Regions from separate parts of the Zea mays genome. Here region 2 is linked to region 1. Evidence: chromatin contacts called from public Hi-C data. All regions are on one chromosome and are shown on one strand. Each heading gives the region's core, a stretch centred on a gene start, on an enhancer-like site or on the middle of the called end of the contact. The rest is flanking DNA. Distances are from core to core; before and after follow the strand shown.

Region 1 (6,419 bases), core at 975-3,474:
ACTCTGCTGACTTCGCTGCTTCGACGTCGTCGACCCTGCTGATTCCGGCGCGCGTCATCTATCGGTATGTCTAATCAGTACGCATCATCTGATTTGGCTTTTTATTTCAGTTCTTCTGATTTGGTCATGATTTATATTCGGAATTTAATCTAGAATTTGTCTAATTATTCAACACTTCCTACTTCTGCTAACTTTAGTTGCATTATGGTGGTGGTAGATAAATGGTCCAAGTATGCTCACTTTCTTCCTTTGGCACACCCTTTCACAGCTTCAAAAGTGGCGAAGCTATTTTTGGATCACATTTACAAACTACATGGACTGTCTGCTATTATTATTTCTGACAGAGACCGGATATTTACAAGCTCATTTTGGCAACAACTGTTTTACTTTCAGATACTAAAAACTCAGCATGTCTTCAGCATATCGCCCCCATTCCGATGGGCAAACGGAGAGGGTTAACCAATGTTTAGAGACTTTCCTTCGGTGTTTTGTCCATGCTTGTCCAAGACAATGGTCTCAGTGGATTTCGGTGGCCGAATTCTGGTACAACACCTATACTCACACTGGATTGGACAAATCCCCATTTGAGGTGCTGTATGGCCACATGCCTCGCCACTTTGGTATTACTGATCAGCGAGCTATCTCGGTTCCAGACCTGAAAACATGGCTGCAAGAGAGGGAACTCATGCAGAAACTTATTCAACAACATCTCACTCGGCACCAAGATCGAATGAAGAAGCAGGCCGACAAGAAGCGATCTGAGCGCGTTTTTGTTGTTCACAATTGGGTCTTTCTGAAGCTGCAACCTTATGTGCAAACATCTGTAGCCACCAGAGCCAACCACAAACTTTCATTCAAATTCTTCGGACCCTTTTAGATAGTCGAGCAGATCAGTCCAGTCGCTTACAAGCTCAAATTATCGGACACTTCTTCCATCCATCCTGTATTTCATGTGTCCCAACTCAAGGCAGCTACTGGAACCAATCATCAGTCGATTTCATCTCTACCATCTGGTACTAATCCATTGCAGGTCCCTCTTCATATCCTGCAACGACGCCTGGTTCAGCGTGGCAGCAATATGGTTGCGCAGGCGAAGCTCGTTTGGTCCGGCCTCGACGCAGCATTGACCAACTGGGAAGATGTGATGGCTCTCAAGGAACGATTCCTAAATGCACCTGCTTGGGGACAAACAGACTTTGAAGGGGAGGCGGATGTCAGCAATGCTGACGAGAACGACAAGCTGAAGGCAGCAGACAGCAGGAACAAGCCACACGGCACGCAAGTCAGTCGTCTAAATACTAAAGTTACTAGACCGATGTGGGCCAAGTAGTGGAAGTCGTCTGGCTGTGGGCCGTTTTTGATCCAATAGCTCTATATAAAAGACAATACGAAGAATACTACCGAGACGCCGCCGGGCTCTCGGTGCCATCTCCCTTCTTCTCTGCTCTCTCGCCCCTTCTCCACGCATCTTCTCTGCTCGACTGCTCCTCCCTTCCCATTGCTAACACGAGACTTTATTTCGAAATCTCGGCTGACAAACGTGCAAAGTTGACTTTTCTAGAATAAAATGCGATTAACATATGTATGCGTCCAGAGACAAGCGCGCAATGCCCCCTAACATAAAATTTCAACTTTACGAAAATGGGTCAAAAAGAAAAGAAAAGAATACAAGGCAATCCAAACACGATCAGTCTATCCAGCGAATCGATCGGCGTGAAGTTGAACCCAACCCGCGTCTGCGTGCGCGTCTGCTGGCGGTGGGTGGTCCCTGTGATTGGCTGCCAGATTGGAATGGTCGGGCCGGATCCGCTTCCCAGCGTGGACCAGGCCGCCGCGGTGGGTTCGGTGGGTGTCGTCGTCTCCACGCCGGCCACCCAACTTGCTTGGAGCGGGATTGTTTTGAGAACTGCGGCTATGCTTCAGAGTCGGTCGATTCTTTGTCCACAAGATAAGGAAGCAAGCATGAGTACTCTGTAAAATTGGAGAGCTCGAAAGGCTCTGCCAATTAGGGGAAGGAATGGATGTTTCATCACGCTCGTTCAAAACTGAAAAGACAGTGAAACACCAGAGGAAATGATGGTGAGCCTAGAGAGCGGGAGGCGGAGCGGCTACTATGTTTTGTCGATTTTGTTTTTTTTTTCCAAAAAATAAAAGACAAAAGAAAACCGTCCCTCTTCGCCCCCCCCCCCCCCCCCCCTTCTTGCTTCGCGTCTTCTTCCTCCCCAAGTCGCCTCCGCGCCTCCGCATATAGGCAGCGTCGCCCCTCTCCGCTTTCCCGAATTAGCGCCACCGCCACCTCCGCCTCCGATCCCGCCTCTCCCGGGAACGAAGCCGAGCCGCCCGAATCGCCCTCCACCCACCCATATAGCCGGGCCCCGGACCGCTCCCCACCGGCTCGCGCCCCCGACCCCTCCGCCGTCCGCCGCCGCATCGCGTGGGAGGGGGAGGAGGAGGAGGAGGAGGAGGCCATGGCCGCTGCCGTAGCTTGCAGGCGCGCGGCGCTCCTGCACGGGCACCAGCAGTGGCCGCAGCGGTGGGCGGCCGCGCCCTGCCCCCGCTCCATCTCGCAGCTCGTCAAGACCAACGGCCGCCGCGCCTTCCTCGTAGACACCCTCGCCCTGGTAAGTCAAGCCTCCGGGGTCTCTCCTTACCGTACTCTCGCTCAGTTTCGGCTTCCGCCCGAGAGGTGTTCGGCGGAATGCTCCGGCGAGCTGCTGACGCGGGCCGGGATGGTCGTGTCGCTCGCAGGTCAGGAAGCTGGAGTCGCAGGGCGTGCCCACCAAGCAGGCGGAGGCGATCACCTCCGCCATCACGGAGGTCCTCAACGACAGCCTCGAGAGCATCTCCGAGTCCTTCGTCTCCAAGGCCGAGATGCAGAAGGCAAGCGCCTCGCCTTTGGCATTGCGTGGATGGTTGTTTCATAGAGGTTTGCTTGGGTCCTGTGGACGGATTGCTCGGTTGTCTTTCTCATTTGGTGGTCTTGGTACTCTGTTTGCAGAGTGAGATGCTGCAGGAGTCCAATATCTCCAAGTTCAAGTCCCAAGTGCAGAGCTCGCAGGTACTGTTTGAAACTAAAATGTTAGGTCGTGAGGATTAGTTGTCCCTGGATTTTCATGGGGCTTAATCTGGGATCTTGTACATGATCCACATAAATTGTTGCTGGCTTCAAATTGGTCTGTGTATTTTATAGGCCTTTTGGGGTGAAGTCACTCAGCATTTCTTCCTCTCTGGATTGTTTTAGATTTGTTCATTTCAGCAGTACAGGGTTTGTTGGATGAAAGTTTGTACAACCTGATTTAGAGCTGCTGCTCGTTAACATTGATGGGGCTATTTGTTTGTGGAATAGATGTGCGCAGATGGGGATTGTGGGTTGAGTCACCATTTATCTGTGCCTTTGGGGGTATCAGATTATGGTGGGTGATATGTCTTGGCCATTTTTACCATCTTAATTGCAGTGAGATTGGTAAATTTGCTCACATGTCTTAACATTTGGCCTTTTATTTTGGAGTTAACATCAGTGGTCTGAGCTTGCCTTGTAGAAGTTAATCTCAAGTCATCAAGTTACATTAGTTCAGGCTTAAAAGATGTACTGCTTGCCTTGTATTGGTTACAGGGCCATTTCTCAAATCAGTTTACATCCATGTGAAATGTTAGTGTAGTATCCATGGTAAGGGATGAACGATACCTATCTGAGCCTTTGGAGAGGTGTCTTATCTCATATACCCTTGGCATGCCAGCAGTAAAGTTGGGGAGAATAGAATAATCTTCCTTTTCAAAAACCACTATTTGTACTATAACACGGACATGGACATCTGAATTAGTTAAGGTTGTTTTTATGTATGCATCATACCACTTATTCTCAACAATTAGTTTCAAACTTGTGGCCTGTTGGTTCCAGAGGCGCTCCCAGAGTCCCAGAAGCTAGCACCCGCATTTTTAGAGTTCCGTACCATGTCATTATGCACTCCATACTTTGACTTTGCTATGCAGAAGAGAATTCTGTTATCATACATTCTATTCTTATCCAATAAAATATTTATTGGTACTTCCAGATAGCTTGAATGCCAAGTATAACAGATGCCTAGTGATCGGAACACATTAGAGTCTTCAAATTTTAGCCACAGGAATTACAAATCCTGGTCTACTGTTTTTTAATAATGTTTTTGGAAATTAGTCTTGAGAAACATTAATGTTGTGTTAAGTTTATCCCTACTCCCTGTCCAATTGAGTAGCTGATATTTTAATATTTTATGGTGTGCTCTGAACTTCAAGATGTTTTGCTGATTGTGCTCAGTGTCTGGACTTATTATCTAATGTTTCGTTCATCTTACCATGCATTATTTCTGAGATATATTTATACTTTTTAGGGTTTGTGATCACCTAACGTTAGATGTATATGCGGATCATTTTTTTCTGCTCATCTGCAATCATATGGAACTACTAATTGTCATTTTACCTGGGATGTTCTATCCATTATCTAGTTTGGAGGAACAATCTGATGCATTTTTCGAGAGAAATAACTCTCTTTCAGAGAGTGGGATTCCAGAATTCTGTCTAGGATTTAAGAGTCAGGAATTACATATCTAATACTCTGATTTGTATGCATGGTGCTGGATTTTTCTCATTGTGATCCCAGTTTGGGAGTTGGGATAAAAGGCATTGTTGTTGTTGTTGTGTGCTCTGCGATGTTTTAGCTGAACCTAGTGCTACATAACTGCAGATTTCGATTTGATAATTGAAACCACTAACCTAAAAATAGTTCTTGCCTATTCGCATTGTGTTTGCATGGATTGCAGTTCACATGTCCTCATCTTGCTGCTTTTCTCTTTACATTTTCAGTATTCAAAACTGTTGGTCAACCTCTTAAAAAGGTCATTTCCTTTCTGTAGGAAAACCATTTCTCTTTACTACAGCGGGAGACTGAGAAACTTCGCGGAGATATTGATAAGATGAGGAGTGAACTGAAGTCAGTGTTAAGTTCAAGAGCTGGTTATGTCAGGAATCTGAATGAACATACTCAGTCTAATTGTTCATTGTGTGAAACAGGTATGAGATCGACAAGGTCACCGCAGGACAGCGATTGGATCTGAATCTTGAAAGAGGGTAAGATCATTTGTCTCTATTTAGATATGCCTCTCTACACTGTCCATTTCTTTTCCCATTATCTGGCTACCAGCTTTGCACTGATCAGTAAAACATAAGAATCAATACTTTCTATAGATTTGTGTATGGAACAAACACAACAAAGAATGATTAACTTGCTCTTATAGAGAAAGTTATAGTGATCTTGGCTACAATTCTGGGTCTCAGGTATCTGACTTGGACTGCTTATTTAGTTATCATTGCTCACCTTTCATATGAAAAGGCATTCATGTTCAAGTTTTAAGGTGTGTGGGCCAATCTATAATTCTAATGTTTTCAAAAAATCAATATGGTGGTTTTGTCATATGCCTTTGGTTGAGATGCTCCTAGTTCTCTTTATATGCAATCATCTGTTGGTCAGCACTCAGCAGTGTACGATGTTTAGATCATGAACACACAATGACGTGTTGACATGTGCGCTATAGTTTCTAGTGATGTTTTGCACCTTGATTTAATGTAAGGAAAACTCACTTTTTTAGGACATCTCCAGTCTCCCTTAAGCCTTCTTAGGGCTTGTTCGGTTTGAGGTGGATTGAGGGGGATTTGAGGGGATTAAATGCCATCCTCTACAACCCTTCAATCCACCCCTAACCGAACAAGCCATTGAGGATTCTTTAGTCTCTTCTGATGGATTACACTTTTACACTAGTGTGTTATAGTTCTGAATAACTGGACAGCGGTAGATGTTTTCTTTAGTATCATGCCTTTTTGAGCTAAAACTGTCATGTGTGTGATTATGGCACCTGATTGAAACCATGCTCCAGGCGCATACGTGATGAGCTTGCCAAGCAGAATGAGGAAACCACTGAGCTTACCACAAAGCTTGACAAGGTGAGTGGTAGTAAACTAAGGCCGCATGCCCATGCTTTCCGTGTCATCGTTTACATCAGAGACCAACCAAAATGTTTTGCCGGCCATATGCAGGAAATCCACTCACTGAAGGCCCAGTTGGAGGCAGCAAAGTACGATGTCATCAAGTACTGCATAGGTACCATTGTTTCGATCTCAGCCGTCGGCCTCGCCGTCCTCCGCATCGTGATGTGAAGGCAGCAAAGCAAATACGTTCTTTGGTTTTACCCATATTCGTCGCCCGTCCGTGGAAACCCGCAAGAAGAGAATAGGTTCTAATTCTGTTCCTAGTTTTTAAAGGGGACAAAACGTGCTCAGGGGAGGGGGACACTTGGTAGTAGGGAGATGTTGCTCAAACTTGTAAAAATAGATTGCCCGTGGAAGAAATGCATCCGAAATGATTCTTTACCTGTGCTGAAGCGTGCCTG
Region 2 (6,692 bases), core at 2,633-5,132, 160 kb after region 1:
GAATCGCTTTCTTTACAAGCCTCTTTCTTTTAAAAAAAAGAAAAAGAAAAAGAAGGAATCGTAGAACCTCTGGCGTGCAGGCTCTCCGGTTGCTGTACGTATATATAATCTAGAGCTCTCTCTATGGGTGCTCACAAACGTACAGAAAATACTACTGCTGCAGCAGCAATAACAAAACCATGTACAGAGCTACCAAATGCTGACGGACGCAAGAAGAGAAAAAGGGCCAGCCCTACTGCTCGCCGGTCTGAAACTGAAATGGTGGCCATTACGACGGCTCTTCCACAAGCTCCGGCCGCCAACCCGACTTCTCGGCGTACATCACCCCTTCGTCGTTCTTGGAGAAGGTCAGCCGCACGTCCCAGTGGAGCGACCTCAGGAGCTTCTCCACCTCGCCGACGGCGCCGGCCTCGTCGCGCACCACGATGCTGCCCCCCGGCCTCACGATCCTGTCCACCTCCACCACCACCGGCAGAACCGCGCATCTGAACAAGACCGGCCGTGTCTGTGCGTCGTCAAGCCAGTAACAAGATGTGTATGCAAAGAACAAACAGACAGGCTGACCTATCCTTGATCTTGGAGAAGAGGTGGTCGGCGTGCAGGAGGTCGTAGCTTCTCGGGTAGGTGCTGAAGGACTCGCACCAGTCGTGGTAGATGCCCAGCAGCCCGCGCTCGAAGATGACCGGCAGCGTGTCAGGCGCGTCGACGTTCACCACGTTCATCACCCAGATCTTCTTCTCCCAGAGCGCGGCCGCGAACCTGAGACGGCGGCCATGGCGTCAGCACAATTACGTACCAGAGCAGAGCTTGCTGGGCATGGCCAGTGGAGTTGGCGACAATGGCGGTATATCGGATTGGATTAGTTACCCGCCGTACGCGGCTCTCATGTCCATCACGTTCCTGACCCTGGACCAGTCGATGCCCAGGCCGTTGAGGTAGGACCCGTCGACGACGCGCCGCCAGTGGTCGTAGTCCACCGCGAAGTCCTCCGGCGCCGGCCTCCCGTACACCCCGGCCTGCGAGCCGTTGAGCCAGTACGGCGGCAACCGCACCCGCCGCGGCCACTCGGAGGGCCACCGCGCGCCGCGCTCCGACGGGGCCGTCGGCACGCGGTGCACGCACGGGTTGAGCCGGACGTACCACGCCGCGTCCGCGTCGTCGTCGTCCGCGCACATCGGCGGCTGCTGCCGCCTCCTGGACTCGTAGCACTCGTTGCTCGTCGGCTTCCGGTAGAAGGCCACCCCGACGCCGTTCAGCCGGTCCTTCTTGATCGACGCCAGCTCCCAGCACATGGATTTCGTCAGAGAGGTCATTGCTGTACGTACGTGCAGGTGAACAGGGAAAAAAAAACTCCGTTAGCTTAGCTGTCCTGTCAGCTGGCTCTGATCGACCGATTCATGGTCATGGCGGTGAATGGTCGTCGGAACTTTACGTGCCTTTCCAGATCTCGACGTCCTCCGTTAGCTTCTGGTACACCGGCGTGGCGGACCAGACGAAGAACCCGCCGGGGCGCAGGACGCGGTTCAGTTCGAGGAGGAGAGCGCCACCTGCACGGACACACGGCAATCTCGGTCGGCATCGTCAGCAAGGGTCTGACCGGAAATGGAAGAAGGGGGGCAGCGGCGCACCGTCGGTGTGCCAGGGGACGCGGCAGCGCGCGCAGTGGACGAGGTCGAACGACTTGCTCGGGAAAGGCAGGCGCTTGGAGCCCATGACGGCCGAGATGGCCGGGATCCCGCGCTCGAGCGCCATCTGCACCTGCGCCTCGTGCTCGTCCTTGGGCGCGAACGACATGGTCGCCACGTCGCGCTCGAACAGGTAGCCGCCGAAGCTGGCCACGCCGCAGCCAACGTCGAGCACCACCCGCGTGTGCTTCCCCCACGAGATGGCGCGGACGGACTGGCCGAACAAGGCAGAGTAACCCTCCTTACCATCTCTACACTGGAGCGATCGAAACAGACAAACCATGGCATGCTGGCCGTTGGTACCTGCTGCAGGAAGTCGATGTAGTGCAGCGCACCATGGATGAACTGCGTGCCGCCGCCGGGGAATGTCAGGTACTGCCCGCTCACCTTCACCCAGTTCTGGTGACCCTTCACCTCCACCAGCTTCGTGTGCGGGACATTGCTGTACCATACCTGCACGTACGTCGTCGCCGGCACGACCAAGTCAGCAATGCGCCTTGCAGTGAGCATGGGGTGGGGGGGGATTCAGTTCAGAGACGCGGACGTATCTACCCTGTCTCGGCTCTTGGGCCACTCGATGGGACGGCGGTAGCCGCTGGGGAGCGCGACGAGGCACGTCGGGCCCTCGTCGGGGCAGTGCCGCTCCCGGTGCTCGTACCGCCGGAAGTTCTCCGGCCGCAGCTTCTTGATGGCCTTCTCGTTGTCCAGGCACGGGATGTAGTCGGCGCCGGCCTTCACGTTGCACACCCGCCACTCGCGCTCCTCTCCGCCGGCGTTCTCCGCGCCGTTGCCGTCGATGTCGCCGCCCTCGTCGCGGCGGTCCGTCTCCCGGTGTGACTCGTCGGCCTGCGTCGCCCACGCCTTCTGCTCCTCCGTGCGGCCTTCGGCGGCGAGCGAGTCCTCGACCTCGACGCTGCGGCCGTCGTCCTGACTGGCATTTCCGTCCGCGCGCCCCGTCCCCGTGTGCTCCGACTCCGACACGGCCTCTCCGCTGTCGGCGTCTCCGCTGGACCCTGACACCGACGACGAGCGCGCCTCCTCCTCGCCCTGTGACTGCTCCCTGCCGCGCTCCTCCTCTGTCCCTTCGTCGGCACCGTCGTCGGCCTGCGGGTCCTCCTGCGCTTCGCGGCGCAACTGGCTCCCGGCTGCGGCCTGCTGCTCCTCGAGCGCGCTCTGCTCCGCCTCTCGCTGCCTCTGCCCCGCGTTGCTCTCCTCCTCGATGCCGCCGTCCAGGTTCTTCTCCTCGACGGCAGCGGCGGCACCCCGAGGCCGCTCGTGTGGCATCTCCAGCTGCGGCTCCTGCTCCTGCTCCTGTTCTCGCTGCTCGCGGCTGCTCTCTTCCAGCACGGCTGTTTCTCGCTCCTTCTCCTCCTCCACCTCCCCACCGCGCGCGCTGGCCGCCTCGTCGTCTCCGGCGGCCACGTGGCCACCACCGTCCTCGGCCTTCACGTCCTCCATGGCCACCGCGGCGGCCTCGTGCTCCTCCTCCACGCCCGCCGCCGCCTCGTCCGACACACGCTCCTCGTCAGGCCTGGCGTGCGGGTCGCCCAGCGCGGCGCCGGCGCTCCGGTCGGGCCGCGGCTCCTCCTCGGCGCCAACGGCCTTAACAGCGGCGGGCGTGTCTCGGGCCTCCGACGCCTCCTCCCCGCGCGGCGCCGCCCGCTCCCTGGTGAGCTCGTACGCGAAAGAGGAGCGTGTAGTGTGGCGGTACGCGGTGACCGTTGCGGCGTCCCCGTCGGCGGAGGAGGTGGACGTGAGGAAGTAGGCCCCCGCGACGCACAGCGCGACGAGCAGCGCCGTCGTGGCGTAGTAGACGCACGCGGACGCGGCGGCAGCCGAGGACGACGCGGCGCCGCGCTTCCCGCCGCCGGCGCGCGAGCTGCGGGCGCCGGCGCCGGCGCCGGCCATGGATCGATCCCGCATGCGGCAGGGTTCGTAGCGGATGGGAGTCGCCTGGCGCGCGCGCGCGGTCGAGCAGTCGATTGATGAGGGAAACCAAACAAAGCTCTGGATGACTAATTAGGTTTTTGGCTGTTCTTTTTTGGCCAGCACAAGTGGCGGGAGGCGTAATCCCGGGAACATGGGGTGATCCCGGCGCGTCGGGGGTGGTCGGACGTGAGGATGACATGTGGGGTCTCCATGAGCTGCGTTGCTTAACAAGCGGGCGAGCTAGCGTTATCGTAGCATATATGCATGGGGCGTCGTCGTCGCCTCGGCCTCCTCCTCTTCTCACGCTCTTCACCTTCGCATCATGTGCCTCTACTCCATGTTTTTCTCTGCATAAGGATTTTTTTGAACAATTTCCGTAAAAAAATGTAGCCAAATACATAGTTGTGGTTGCCAACTAAGTACCAAACTCTTGCCATAATAATGAAAGTGAAAAAATGTCAATATTAGTTTCCAAGATGACTATACCAGTAGATGGAAGGAAACCTAACACTATCACCTTAAACTGAGGCGTCCCATTGCATTGCCACAGAAACATTCTTGTGAAAACCAAAGGTACATCTAGTATACAAAAACCTAAACGCTATATAACATTAGTTTAAACTTTGCGAATCACACTAAACTAAATCACCCTCACATCCACAACCTCCACTAAATCTAGCAAACAAATTACACTCAGACTTAGCACATCATCAAAATCAACGTTTCAGATCGTTTGATGAACAATCCCATTCGATCCCCTCCCCTCTCTTGCCTCGTGACCTGCCGCTCCCAGCCTCTCCCTCTCTACTGCCCCACGGCCGTCAACCTCTCTTCTCGCGTCGCCAACCATTCTATCCGTGGGATCGTAATGTTAATATAGACTATATACTGTCATAAAAAGGATAAAGAAAGAAAGAAAGAAAGGGCGAGTGGATAGATTGCAGGCAAGTCAAAAGGAGCAAGATATATTGTCCACTGAGTATTATATTGGGGGTAATTAATTAAATAAACCAAGGAGATTAAGCAATGATCTGCCGGCGGGGAGATGAGAGAGTAAAAGGGGGAAGCAATAAATTGGACAAAGGCAAGTTGGGTCCTCCGTCGTCTTCTCTCTAGTCAGTGCAATGGCTTGTCACTTACAAGCTCCAGGAATGGCAGGACGAGCCCAATAACCCATGCCTGGAACTAGAAAGCCGCACGAAGGATTTCCTCTTCTGCTGAGGAGGCGCATGAGATTGACCGAGCCGCAAGCCAAGCCTCTGCCAGCAGCTACCACAACCAGGAGGAAGAGGAACGAAGCGCTCCCTGTCCCTGGATAGCTCTAGCTCTCGTCCTGTCCGATCAGAACGGGGGGCCACGTGGGCAGGTCGCGTAAGGGGGCAGCAGGCCGGCAGCCATTTTTATAGATGTCCATAAAAGCACCCGGCCCGCGAGCCGTGTAGTGTATTGCTTGTGTAACAGTGATTTCGTGTGCTATTTGTGTAACTGTATGTAAGTGTAATGTGACATGTGTATTATTTCTGATCTTTGTAAGTGTAAATGTCAATTGTGATTGTGTAATTCAAACGGAGTGTTTCATGTGCTTGGTTTTAGTGTTGGTGGGCTCGGGCCGGTACAGTCTCGTTCTCGGGGTCGTGTGCTGGCTTGACACAGTTGGGCTCTTCTCATGTCAGGCTCGTTTAGGTCCTGTTCGGTTGTTCCGGATTGGAGCCCTGGATTAATTCCTAGCTAAATTACTTCTCTAATTTATATAGATTTTGATGAGTTGGAATGAATCCTGTTTTATTCCGGTACAACCGAACGAGCCCTTAGGGGTTTAGGCTCGTCGAGCGACCTATCCACAATACAAATAGGTATTCGAGTCTAACCATGCCGTATACTTAATAACCAGGACCGGATCGAGGTCGTGCTATTCATTTGGACATTATATTTTTAGTCATTCACGGGCTTTGCGACGACGCAAGTTTGGATTCCCACCCATGGCTACCACGTGGTTTTAATTTAATTTACAGCTGATTCCGAAAGCCTTTAGGCCTTGTTCGTTTACATCGGATTGCACCCGGAATTATTCCGGCTAATCAAAGTTTATATAAATTAGAGAAGCAATCCGGCTCGGATTCGTTCCGACCCATCAATCCGACACAAACGAACAAGGCCTTAGATGGAGGTGACTAGTCATGTGATCTACAGCCTAGGACTAGGAGTGAACGAGTGGTTAGCGCACACTCTTTTTTCTGATAGATGGCTAGATGGACAATGGGAGTTCCATCGGTTGCGTTGCAAGGTCGACCCGACCGAATGCGCGTATCGTGCTTTTCAGACGTTGAGAGAACGTAGCTGCAGCCAGCTAGCGCTACTTAACTCCTCTCTTGTTTGTCCCTCGCCTTTGCGTGTCATTTCCATAAATGACATAGAAACATGCTTTATTTATCTTTAATTGCTTGATGATCCATGCATCTATAGTTGGGTGGCCCAACCCAACCAAATTAAGGCGGCTTAGCGGCCTCAAGAAACTGATTCTAAAGTACACATGGCTTTGGAAAGGTGGTCCTGGTGGAGAGTGTGGCTTTATTTTAGGAAACTGAAGTACACATTGTGACACGTAATTGCTTGCAGTGTGTGGATGTGGACAGCGGAGCGACGCAGGCTGATGAAACTGAAGACAACCACAACCTTAATACTGATGAAGAGAAAGCGCGAGAAGCTGGAGTTCAAGTGAACAGGCTGAGGCGGGTGAAGAAGCTGAATCCAAAATACCTTGGGCCAACTTGGGTCATGTAATAGTTGCTGTGGCGTTTACAATTGGGCCTTGTGCCGTGTACTAGAACGACATCCTTGTCATACAAGGAGAAAGTCAGACTAGAAGAGATAACGAAGAATAGAAACCTGATTCCGTCGCCCAACTCTTCTAGTTCTTCTTCGCCAATCCACCTTCTCTGTACCCGCTACCTTAACATCTGGTATCAGAGTAGGCAGCCCTGGAGTCGCTTCCACCAATTCCAGGTCATCGTCCTCATTCTACTGTCGCAGTCGGCATGGAGGTCGTGATGCAGAAGGTGGTCGGCATGGAAGCGGTGA

The links. A called contact is a pair of places that touch in the nucleus more often than the background predicts.
Region 2: a contact with region 1 is called in a Hi-C map of leaf, with 7 times the contacts expected there. The contact joins the promoter of LOC103629568 here to the promoter of LOC100285948 in region 1. A contact is called at or near these places in 12 of 25 Hi-C or Micro-C datasets (bundle sheath, ear, endosperm and 4 more).

Annotation. Positions count from the first base shown.
Region 1 is chr6:94,197,882-94,204,300 of Zm-B73-REFERENCE-NAM-5.0, forward strand. It overlaps LOC100285948, which reads left to right and starts at 2,225. Exons shown (of 7, transcript NM_001158837.2): 1 at 2,225-2,621; 2 at 2,749-2,880; 3 at 2,999-3,058; 4 at 4,890-4,966; 5 at 5,047-5,103; 6 at 5,907-5,973; 7 at 6,067-6,419. The coding sequence starts at 2,469. The coding sequence ends at 6,186.
Region 2 is chr6:94,357,430-94,364,121 of Zm-B73-REFERENCE-NAM-5.0, forward strand. LOC103629568 (probable methyltransferase PMT24) reads right to left here and starts at 3,883. Exons shown (of 7, transcript XM_008650648.3): 1 at 2,238-3,883; 2 at 1,989-2,138; 3 at 1,629-1,899; 4 at 1,437-1,547; 5 at 868-1,315; 6 at 565-759; 7 at 1-485. The coding sequence starts at 3,608. The coding sequence ends at 269.